Linked DNA regions of Sus scrofa: region 1 is linked to region 2. A link is a contact called in public HiChIP or PLAC-seq data. All regions are on one chromosome and are shown on one strand. Each heading gives the region's core, a stretch centred on a gene start, on an enhancer-like site or on the middle of the called end of the contact. The rest is flanking DNA. Distances are from core to core; before and after follow the strand shown. Region 1 has its middle 220 kb from the start of CHST9. Region 2 overlaps CHST9 (carbohydrate sulfotransferase 9).

Region 1 (5,997 bases), core at 1,107-3,606, 510 kb after region 2:
TTGCTCACCGCATTGTCACTCCATGTTGGGTATGAGACATAAATAGAACCTGGTGTAAGCAAAGGTAATTTTTCTAGACAAAACTGTTGAAACTACACTTCCCTCAAGAAAATGGAGAGAAGGCTGTTACAATTTCATGGGAAGTGTTTCATTTGGCATTTAAAGGCTCCTATTGGTTTAAAAATATGCAAGAGAAAATAAAGCGAGAGGGATGACATCAATAAAAGATTTGAAGTCAATACATTTCCTTGTAAAGGTCTCTATCTCAAAGTTAGGAATTTACATTTTTCTTCATGAAGTGGAAAAGGACATCCCACAATAAGTGAAGATATAGAAGTCACAGACTTTGCCCTCTGACACGGTTTCTGAATTTTCATTTGGTGTTATCTATTCCTCTGTTTGATATTGAAGCTTTAATGTAAATGTCTATAAAGAAAGTCAGATTGAGACCAAGTACAGCCCTGTGGGGCTCCTGGGTGCAAAAGCCTTTCTGTGCCCCCATTTCTTGTTCTTAGGAAACGGCCTCGTCCAGCCACCATGACCTTCGCTGAGTTCCTAGGGAAGGTTCAGACAGTTGATGATCAGGGAAGGGAGGGGATACAAAGACAAGGGAGGAACAGTCAAAGATAGCTTAGAGTCTTTCCTTGTCCTTCTCCCTGGCTGAACTGCACCCTAAGCTAAAGAGTAGGTACCCTGAGCACAATTGCCTGTGAGTTAAAGGTTATTAGCACATGATGTTTTTCAGGAACTTTCCTAGTTTGTTCACTCTGATCAATATGCCCTTTTCACAGGTACTGTTATTCTAGGCAATCACCCAAAAGACCACCACCATGATCATGCAGAGATATCCTGACTCCAGCTTTGATGACTAAGTTCCCCCAAAGAAAGAAGAATGCATGTTTGTCCCGATCCTGATTCCTATCTGAAAACCTGTTTTTCTCTTTTTACTGTAAAACTCCTCACAATTCTTTCCAGTGGGGGATGGAGGGCATTAGCCTGCTTTGCCTGCAAAGCAATAAAGCTATTTTTTTTCTCCTTTACCCAAAACTCTGTTTCTGCATTTTAATTTGGCACTGGCAGACAGAGGCTGAATTTCAGCAACAAGATGTAGCCTATCTTGCCTGCCTTTTGTTCCTACCAACATTTCCAGAGAGAGAGATCAAGACAGAATAAGAGGCATGTTCCAATGCTATAGTAATATTTTCCAACAACAATGCTATAATGAGATTTTCTTTATTAACAATAACCCTGCTCAGATGCCCTTCTAAATGAACTTATTATTTTATTTTAGTAAGGAAACCCATCCCATTTCTCAAAAGTAAGAGGTAGTTGTTTTGTGACAACAGTGGGGCACTGAGAAAAGGCCACTGGAAGACTTCCCACTGAAGGCATCATCTCTTAGCAGTCAGTCATGTGGACTAAACCCATCACCACCAGCAGAGTAGAGATAGGAACTGGGGACCCCTATGTGCAGCCTGCCCCCTTCGGCACTGGCCCAGGAGCTCTGCGTTCATACAGCAGAAGGCACTTGTCACCAGCCATGGATCGGGAATGGGAAGGAGGGTGGTAGGAGGTGATGACAATAGACAGTCATGATGGTGCAGGGCAAGAAGGCACCTGGGTTTAGGAAGGGTAGTGAGAGGGATATGGAATTGTTGTACAGTTGGCTCTCTGTATCTGAAGGCTCCACATCCAAAGATTCAACTAACCTTGCATTGAAAAGATTTGGAAAAATACTTCTAGAAAGTTTCAAATAAGAAAACTTGAATTTGTCCTGTCTGGTAACTATTTACATAGCATTTACATTGTATTTACAACTATTTACATAGCATTTACATTGTATTAGGTATTAGAAGTAATCTGGAGATGATTTAAAGTATAAGGATGTGCAGATATGCGTAGGTTATATGCAAATACACCTTTTTATATAAAGCACTTGAGTATCCTTGGGTTTTGGTATCTGTGGGGGTCCTGGAACCAATCACCCCATGGGGAGAGATGATGGTAATACAAATTTGAATAGTAAATTTGAAAGTGAGAGTCCCTTACATATTAATAAATTCCAAGGAGATTAAAAGGAGCAATAGCTACCAACGTGAGTGATAAAGACAAAAATAAAAGCAAAGGCTTTTGCAAAGAAAAAAAAAGCTTACAGAAAAGTTTTCATGGTTTTATTCCCCAGTTAAGCTGACTTGTGTTATGTCCTTTTAGCCACTGAATTATTTTTTCTTTCCCTATTTTTAAAAATAGTATGACATTATAATTGTCATTTGTTCTTGTATATGTCACCCACAAGACTGGGAAACATGAATCTTCCCTTGTCCCCCAGTGCCAGGGCAAGCACTTTCAAGCTAGCAAAAGATGCAGGCTATGCAGTTTTCTCTCCTCGCCTTGCATTTGTGCAATTACTCAGTCCTTACAACAGGCAAGAAAGCAGATAAACAAGTAGCTACGGAAGTCTCCAGAGGAAGAAAGAGATCAGGATTGTCTTAATGTTCCCAAGTACAACATAAAAAAGAATTTTCAGACTCTCAGACCATTTCATCCACTTTATAAAGGCAATAAGGTAGACAAAGATATGCTCATTTCTATTTCAATAATAATATGTGTCAGGATCATTTTGCATGAAGGTTAGCAGAACCATCCATCATTTCAGCTGAACTGCATATTTTCTTGTTCAACATTGATAGATTTTTATTTTAACCTTAGACGTTCCTCTCAAGGGACTCTATTAGGGACTCTGTCATTTTTTATTCTGCTCTGTTACTCCTCCTTTGTAAACTTTGATGTATGCAGACAACATATTCTGGCTAGGGAAATTTAATTAGGTAAGTCTACAAATTAATTGTTGCAATTAGGCTGCTTCTAACTGCCTGGTGTTATGAATTTACTTATGCAGTAATTATTATCAGATGTCTGGGATAAAAGCCTATGGAGCTAAAGGTGCTACTATTCAGATGTATACACAGCACTCCACGTCAATTAGCCACCAGTAAATAAATAAATAAATAAATAAATGCAGGTATTTTTAAAAAATTAAGAAGAAAGAAAAAATATGTCTCTGTGGCCAAATGCACATGCATTTTGACAAGCAATTTGTTAACAAAACCTAGAGGATTGTTTTCTTTGTATACTGCAAAATTCAAAATGTTAACGATTATATAAATCACCATAAAACAATTTGCTGGTATATAAACTAGACGAAAACAAAAACTTCAACTTCATCCTATGAAAGGCATGTAGATATTCTGTTCATAGTCATGATTCCAAGTATATGAAGACACTAATGAATTTTCGGTAAATTTTGTTTTTAATCTTTAAGATCATCTACTACAACAAAATTTTATGGAGCATATCTTTTTAAGCACCTTTGAATTTTAAGGAAATAAACAATGGTGCTTCAAGATGTTTTCTCAAATCTACTTGTGTAACAAGGGGCACTATGGTTTTTAGGAAAGAAAGATATGGAGTTCCCATTGTGGCTCAGCCACAAAAACAAATCTGACTAGCATCCATGAGGATGCCAGATTCCATCCCTGGACTCACTGGGTGGGTTGAGGATTTGAGGATCAGGTGTTGCCGTGAGCTGTGGCGTAGATCACAGACGTGGCTCAGATCCCACGTTGTGGTGTCGTGGTGTAGACCAGCAGCTGCAGCTCCAACTGGACCCCTGGCCTGGAAACCTGCATATGTCAAGGGTGCGGCCCTAAAAAAAGACAAAAAAAAAAAAAAAAAAAAGCAAAGAAAGATCTAATACCATCAGTTGAAAGAAAGAAAGAAAGAAAGCCAAGAGAGACCAATCCTGGCAGAGACGGAAGCCTATGAACAGAAGTTGGAAAGTCATACAGTAAAGTGAGAATGACTCATAGGTAGAAATGTAAATCGGTGTGTTCTTCCTGAAGAGCAATTTTGAAATGAATTTCTGGTCATTTTAGTACATTCATTATTTTTGATCCAGTAATTTTAAAAATGAGATTAAATCTTAATAACACCAAACTTAAAAGTAACAGACACACATCTAAGTATCAATACTAATAATCCCCAAGTCGTAGCAACTCATATTGTCACCATGATCATTATTATGTTTGCAAAAACTTCAATTCATTTATTACCACATTCATTTAACAAATATTTACAAATCACCTACTGCATGCAAAGCATTTTTCTAAGTATTAGGGACACAAACAGAAAAATCTCTACTCTTAGGAAGCTTATACTCATTTGAGGGATGATGCATAATAAATAGATTAAAAAATACATAATACTATTTCAGAATAGTTTGTACATGGCAGGAAAATTAAGGAAGTGAGGTACTGAATGGCCTGGTGTGGGAGCTTGGAATAGTCTGTTTTAGACAGAATAGCCAGAAAGGGCTTTCTGAGATGGGGACCTTTGATTAAAGACCAAAATAGTGATTAGTGAATGCAATTCTGAAAAAGCAGTACCCTGATAGTTCGTCATTTATTTTCCATAATACTTATTTACTGATATTTTGCAAAATAAATAAATTCAGCTTTCATAAAATAAAAATCTATGATGCTAAATATTTACTGATTTCAATAAAATGTACAGCTATGTTTGACATCAACCCACACATTCACAGATTCAGAGGTCAAAGAAGAATTATCATCATAATATTAATTATTAACCAATACTATTACTAGTAGGAAATTATTGCTTAAAAACAAACCAAACACTTCAAAGAATGAAAATTTTAATTAATCCTGAAAATTTCAAAAGTAACGTTATGTAACATATTTACTAAAAAACAAATCTTATTGATGATGCTCTCATCATTTTGTACCAAAGATCATTTGTTTGCAAATTTTTCAAAGTTAATTTTCACTATCCACTAAGGAAGAAGACAGTGAGAAGGGATTCTGTGACCATTTCAAATATTTTCTTTTGACTCTTTTAATAATCCTACCTCTTTCTGGAAATCTTTGAAGAGCTTTTTTTTTTTTTTTTTTTTTTTTTTTTTTTTTTTCCTTTTTTGACTGCCCCACAGCATATGGAGTTCCCGGCCCAGGATCAGATCTGAGCTGTAGTTGTGAGCTACATGGCAACTGCAGCAACGCCTCAAGTGTGAGTTATTACTGCAACAGAATCTCTGCACCACCACAAGCCATTGTCACATGCAGATGTGGAGGCAGAGTGCACATGTAGCTTCGTTTCCTTTTCATATAAATGGAATAACTAAATTTTTGGTCTGGATTTCAAAATATCAATGATTCAAATTTCAGATTATTTTTGTTGGTACAATGACAGTACAACACCAACAAAAAACAAAAATTTCACTTCTTAAGTATAACAGACAAACTAGAATCCTGGGGTACAAAAAATCAATATTGCCAGCCTGTGTGATTATTATTAACTTCTGTGATCAAAAAGAATACACTTTGCACAGATGTAGGATAACAAGATTCCAGAAGAACAAAAGCAAGTGCTTAAGTTGTAATGTGAAAACTACCAAGGACATAAGTGTGCTCAAAGGGTCATTAGAAAGGAGGAGGCTAGGATCTCCCACTGGAGCTGCAAGCAGGAGACAAGACACAGAAGGCTTGATGGCTTTAATTAAGTAAATAGTTTGGACCTTATTCTATTACATTTGCACAGAGTTTGTAATCTAACTGAAACCTGATAATGCTATGGTGTTATGCTATTATATTATAGCCATATTATACTATAGCTATAGCATAGCTATAAATTGCTATGCTATTTTTATCTTGAAATAAAGATAAAAATAATATAGCATAATTATAATGATACCTTTTTATAATAACAGATAGGAGTTTTTTAAATGGAAGAAATAACTAAAATGCAAGCACATTTTCTATAGATGGGATACGATGCATGTTCATAATTGGACTTTTCTCATGTTAAAATATTTTTATGATCAGCATGAATTGTTTTACAATGGAAAAGCAAACTTTTAAAAAATCTATGACACTTTCACTCAAATTACACAGAAAACTTCCAAGCAGAGTAACCAACCCT
Region 2 (6,009 bases), core at 396-2,895:
CAGGACATTCAACACACCCAGTAATGTGGTAACAAACTGTCTGAATAAAAAAGGCCAATGGGAGTTATGAAAACTTTTCTCTGTATATCCCTACCACACCTACCCATTCATGAATGCATCATTCTCAGTGTATCATTCTCATTTTATCAATAGGGAAACAAAGGCACAGAAAGGCTATATCCTTGGGGGGAAAAGGGTGTGGGAGGAGAGACATCCCTCTGAGGGAGGGGAGGGGATGGATCAAAATCTCCTGGAGGGAGTGATTTTTCCCATGTACCGCACCACCACACTCCTCCAGGAGCAAAAGATACTTAAGAATAGAACAGTTCTTGCCTTGTTGCCCCTGAGCCACTGTTACTGATGCAAGTATGTTCAATTCTTTAGTCACTTCTGGGCTGGAAATAAGGTTAGGGACCACTAGGTTGGTAACTGATCTTCAGTGAGAACCTTAGGTCAGTTACACTACAGGAATTATCTCTATGTCTTATATTCAGAATTTTTAGCCCCAAATATTTCTGGCTTTCCTTACTTGAACCCTCTAAACTTGCCCTGGTCCTATTTCCATCACCTATTTACAGATCTAGTTAAAGGGAAAACTGATTAGTCTGAAGTTCAAAGAATCAGGAGGAAATTGGAATTTTTCTCTCTGATGTAATCAAAATAATAGACTTTAGCCAATGCCCTGAAGAGAAAGAGGTTAGGTGCTCTAGGTTTTATTAATTTTTCTTATTTATTTACTTGCCCAGGATCAGATGCTCACTGACAAATCTATTTTCAGAGATGTCTAAAATTCACACCTCAGGCATGGGAAGGGTATGCTATACTCACAGAAGTTAACCAATTTCAGTGAATTTGGGGGCAAGTAAGTATTTCTGTTGTTCTGAAAACCTCTAGCAATGCATGGATCATGAACTGATTTTAAAATAGTATTCCCGGAGTTCCCATCGTGGCGCAGTGGTTAACGAATCCGACTAGGAACCATGAGGTTGCGGGTTCGGTCCCTGCCCTTGCTCAGTGGGTTAAGGATCTGGCGTTGCCGTGAGCTGTGGTGTAGGTTGCAGACGCGGCTCGGGTCCTGCGTTGCTGTGGCTCTGGCGTAGGCTGGTGGCTATGGCTCTGATTAGACCCCTAGCCTGGGAACCTCCATATGCCGCAGGAGCGGCCCAAGAAATAGCAAAAAAATAAAAATAAAGTAAAAGCCTTGTTCTTAAAAAAATAAAATAAAATAAAATAAAATAGTATTCCCTGTGCTTGCTTCGGCAGCACATATACTAAAACAGTATTCCCTGCCATATAAATTTTTAGTGTAATTCTGTTGGTCTGTTTTATCATTTAATTTCCATTCGCTTGATTTCAGGAATGGCTGAGGTATCCCCAGTTCTTTACCCTCCTAACATTCTAGTGTGTCACATATAGAGCTGTTACCGTTGTTTCTAAAAGCTCTTTCCCACGCCCCGCTGCAGAGCTCTTCTCTTCTACTGAGATTCGTCATCCCCGGCCCCTTTCCAGATGCAAATGATTTATGGGATTGCGTCTCAGCCTTCCTGGGATGGCTGCAATTTTAGAAGTTACTTCGGCTCAAACTGTCACCTAAAATGGCATGCAGAACCGTCGGATCCCATTGGTCTGGAGCACGTCAGACCAGCAAAGCCAAGTTGTCTGAATCGCTTCAGTGCTGGTGAATAGGATACTGGTGAATGGGCAGGACTCCTGAGTCAGTAATTTATTGTGACAATTTCAAGCATAGCCTGAAAGTAGGCAAGAGGACACAGTATGTTTTCAGCACTCCAGGGCTCACTCTGCGTGTGTGTTTTTTCCCATTTATTCCGTGGAGCTCACCTCCTGTCTTTTAAAATTGCAAGTCGGATATGTACATCCTCCATTCTCGTATCCAAGTCTTCTAAGTGAAGAAACTTGACTTTAGTCTCATGCTTACATGTGTCAGGAAATGGCTGCTTCCTGTTAAAGAACAGCTTGGGCATCAGCGAATAGGTGGTAGGGATATATTTGTGAATGTGGGTGCATCTCAAAAAGAAGGCACAGGGAGCTCCCTTGTGGTGCAGTGGGTTAAGGACCTGGCATTGTCACTGCAGTGGCTCGGGTCAGAAGAAAAAAGAAGGCACAAGCCTCCTTCATCTGAGTCTGACCTTGCCTTTGAGAAATGATGAAACTTTGGTGGATTCAAATTACCCTTCCTTGGATGCTTAGTCCCTCTTTGTAGTTTAGAAAAAACAAACAAACAAAAAACCAGAGTGCACACAGCCTCAAAGAGGATGGGTTAAGACTAGGACCAAACAGAATCAAAACCTTTCAGATTTTTCCTTCCAAGATGAGAAAGCTATGTGAGATAAACTTGGAGTGGCTGGGAAGTAGATTTTAGAAGAGAGAAAGAAAAAGAGGAGCTGTAGCAGTCTTCATTCATTCAGCAAAAAATTTCGAGGCCTTCTATGTATTAGAACCTATACTAACAGATGGAGGTTCAGGGGTGAATACAGTCTGGATGGGAAGATAAGTCACAGAATTACCCAGATAATGACACAATGACAAAAGTGGTAGCGGAGGTAATGACATAGAGGGGGTTAAAAGAGGGAAGAGCAAGGAAAGGAAATCTAGTCCAGAGGACTTGGGAAGATTAGAGAACTTCCTGGAGGAAGTGATATTTCATCGGAACCCCAAGGCAAAGCATGGATGTGGGGAGGGATGGGTGGGGTGAGGCAGGGGTAGAATTTCAGGGATAAAGGAACATGAAGAAGCTTTTGTGATTAAGCTGCTGAGAGAAGCCCAAGACAACAGAAGGGATGGTCAGATCAGTGGAACAGGAAGTGGGCTAGAGAGCTGGGAGCAAAGGGTAGACGGCAGAAGACCATGTAAAGGAAACTGCATTTTCTTCTAAGGACAGCGGGAAGTCTCTGAGACATTTCAAACTGTGGAACAACACACCAGATCTGCATTTGGTAAAATTCATTCTGGCTGTGATATGGACAACAGGATAGAAAGGAGCCCAACGGAGGCATGAAGGGAGCAGTTGGGTGGATATTTTCCGAGCCAATGAGGTGGCGGGTAGAGAAACAGAGAGAGAGCAAATATATATTTTAGAGATAAAACTGATAGGACCTGTATCTGAATATGAGGGCGAAAGAAGAGGCAAAGTGTCACGTACCAAGTTTCCAGCAGTCGCAATTAGGGGACATTGACTGAGGGATATTGGAGGCAGGGCAGGCTTGAGGGGGATACAGTAATGGTACCTGGATAGGCAGCTGGTTAGATGGCGCTGATGGTATGGGCACAGCAAGTGGGAAGAAAGGCTGTCTATGGGAGTGGATGAAATCACTAGGGAAAATGTAGATTAAAAAGCCGGGTAGACCTAGAGGTGAGCAAAGAAGAATCTAGGGTATAAAATTCAGATGGAAGAAAACAGCTCCTCAAAGGGATGAAGGAAGAAGAGAGCGGGAGGAGGAAAAGGCATTTTTTTCAAGGAGAAAGTGATAAGGTAAAAGACCCTGACCTCAAGTCAGATGGACCACAAAGTGTCCTTTGAATTGAACAACTCGGAGATCAGCAAGAGCAAGCTGGTGGAGTGGCTGGGGCGGAAGCCAGACTGGTATGATCAAGGGGGTGGCCAGGGGGGTGAGGAAGGATGCAGAAAACTCTTTTGAGACACAGAAAGAGCCATAGTAGGAAGAAGGTACAAGGTTCAGGAAAAACTTCCTTCCTTCCTTTCTTTCTCTCTCTATCTTTCTTTTAAAGGAGGCACTAGAACATGAATACTGATAGAAAGCAGCCATAGAGAGGAGGTGGCTGAAGATGTAGCTGAACAAGAGAGTCACTCATTTAAGGAGGTTTGTGGGAGTTCAGAATAGAGGGGACCCAGAGCCTGGGCAGAAGTCACCATTGATGGCAGGTGGGTTCACAGTCTCTGATCTAACAGGAGGGAAGGAGGAGTGGATGGGAACAGAAACAAACTGGCTGACAGGTTTGGAAGAGGCATTTGAGATAGTTTTCAGTAGGCAGCTGCTGTGAATTTCTCTGAAACTTAAAGCCAGGTCCTGCAGGGAGGGGGAGTAGTATGGAAGACAGGCTTGGGAGATGAAATTTCAAACCAGAGGAGGTAGGAAATGGTTATTTTCGAGAACGACCTAACTAGAGAAGTAATTTGGAGTGGTCAAGTGGTCCTTTTAAGTGGTTGCAACAATAACTAATCAGTCAGAAATTGGATAGTATCAGATATTTGAAAAGCACCATCTCCCCCTGCCACCACTTACACCTATTTCCCTGAAACATGCTATATTAGGACTAAGCACTAGATCTTTATGTTATTTGTGATTCTCTACAACTTAATAACAATTTTGGCTCAGAAACAGTGTGGTTTGAGCAGGTTTCTTTAGGTGGAAAACACTTAATTGTAAAAAATGAAAATTAATTGCAAAAAAAATTGTGAAACAAGCTCCTTGCTTGGCCAGGAGGCATGCCTTCATTCTCACACACCCCCAACCTGTTCTCCTGTATATATTTCTTTCTCCACCTTCCTCCCCTGCTCTCTTACTCCTTTAGCACCCAACACAGTGCTGAATGTACAGGAGGAAATCCATAATATTGGTATTTCTAATTGTATCTCTCTTTCCATCATGAAGAGAGTCGATCTTCAATGGCCCTTCAATCTTATTTCTTTTTTTACAGCTGCACTCTATGGCATATGGAAGTTCCCGAGCCAGTCAAATCAGAGCTGCATCTACAGCCTGTGCTGCAGCTTGAGACAACGCTAGATCCTTATCCCACTGGGCAAGGCCAGGGATTGAACCCGCATCCTCACAGAGACAATGTTGGGTCCTTAACCCTCTGAGCCACAATGGGAACTCCAATGGCCCTTCAATATTAAGACAAAGGGTTATGGCAGGCTCTTGGCTTTTTTGTTGATATCTTTTTCCCTTTGTCAAAAATACCAAAAGTCCAAATTAGAAATCCAGAGAATCACTTGCAAGCATTCTCTCCCTTTCTTCCTGTGTTCCTCTCTCTCACACATACAGAAACATACTTCTAAATTTGAGGTGGGTTTTCACTCTAAACATCAGGAGAGGAAAGGATGCCCTGTTGTGTTCTACTTAACATTTTGGTGCTCCTTATGTATACATGTAACTCCAATCCAGTCATAGAATCTTAGAGACCATTTTATCTCCCTCTGGCCTCCACATTATGGGTGAGAAACTTACAACGGTTTAGCTTGTGGCCCCAGGAGACCATTCCTTGAATTGGTGGCCTCGGTCATCTGTGAACATGGTACAGAACTAACTCCTAGGATGTTTGTTCATCTAAACTCTTTTGATGGGCTCATCTTTTTCTTTGCCCACAGACTCTAGCATGGTGTTCTGAATGCATTATTGCTTGATGAATACTGGGTAATTCCAATTTGTTGTTCAGGATCCTTCAGTAACAAAATGAGCACAGATCTTTGGATTAATGGAGGTTGCCAAGTCACCATCAGACTAAGATCTAGGTTTCAATATCATTTCCCTTCCTTCAGTTTAGAATGAAAACACTGCAGAAAAATGGGTGAAATAATGCCAGTGAGTATGGTAATAAATTTCTGACATGTGGCATGCAATCTGTGAGGGCATTCCTTCACTTGGTCCTGTGCTTTGGGGAGTAATGGAGTAGAAAATTAAATTAAATAAGCTTTTATTATTCTGTGGCTCTGTCAAAAAGGGTACCATCAAATACTTTTAGAAACAGGTCTTCCAAAAGCTACTTCTGAAGTTCTTTCATATGATTGAATTGTGAAAAAATATTTTCTCATCTCTTTTATGTTCTTCTTTTCCTTGCTTTTTGCCTTTGGTAGAATCAAATCCATGGTAACTTACTTTGGGTTGCATCAGAAATACACTGTTAGATCCAGAAGCCTTCAAGGTGAAACCTAAAGCATAGGTTCTAAATTAAACCAGATAAAGTAACAAGGTAATAGTTTTATTGTTTTCATTTGTATCATCCTTTAACCTCAGATTTCTGTTGCAGGCT

The links. HiChIP or PLAC-seq counts read pairs in DNA pulled down with a chosen protein or histone mark.
Region 1: an H3K27ac HiChIP or PLAC-seq map of skeletal muscle shows a contact between it and region 2, with 6 times the contacts expected there. The contact joins two enhancer-like sites. A contact is called at or near these places in 2 of 47 Hi-C or Micro-C datasets (epiblast stem cells and skeletal muscle) and 1 of 2 datasets of contacts at active chromatin or transcription factors (skeletal muscle).

Annotation. Positions count from the first base shown.
Region 1 is chr6:112,070,910-112,076,906 of Sscrofa11.1, forward strand. No RefSeq gene overlaps it. Among named protein-coding and RNA genes, the nearest start is that of CHST9, 220 kb to the left of the region's middle. Within about 2 kb of position 2,357, at least 1 of the 83 cell types and tissues checked has an H3K27ac peak or open chromatin away from gene starts, as enhancers often do. A contact at or near this core is called in skeletal muscle, where this site is marked.
Region 2 is chr6:111,556,811-111,562,819 of Sscrofa11.1, forward strand. All of the region lies in intron 7 of CHST9 (carbohydrate sulfotransferase 9), which reads right to left. Among named protein-coding and RNA genes, the nearest start is that of AQP4, 140 kb to the left of the region's middle. Within about 2 kb of position 1,646, at least 2 of the 83 cell types and tissues checked have an H3K27ac peak or open chromatin away from gene starts, as enhancers often do. A contact at or near this core is called in skeletal muscle, where this site is marked.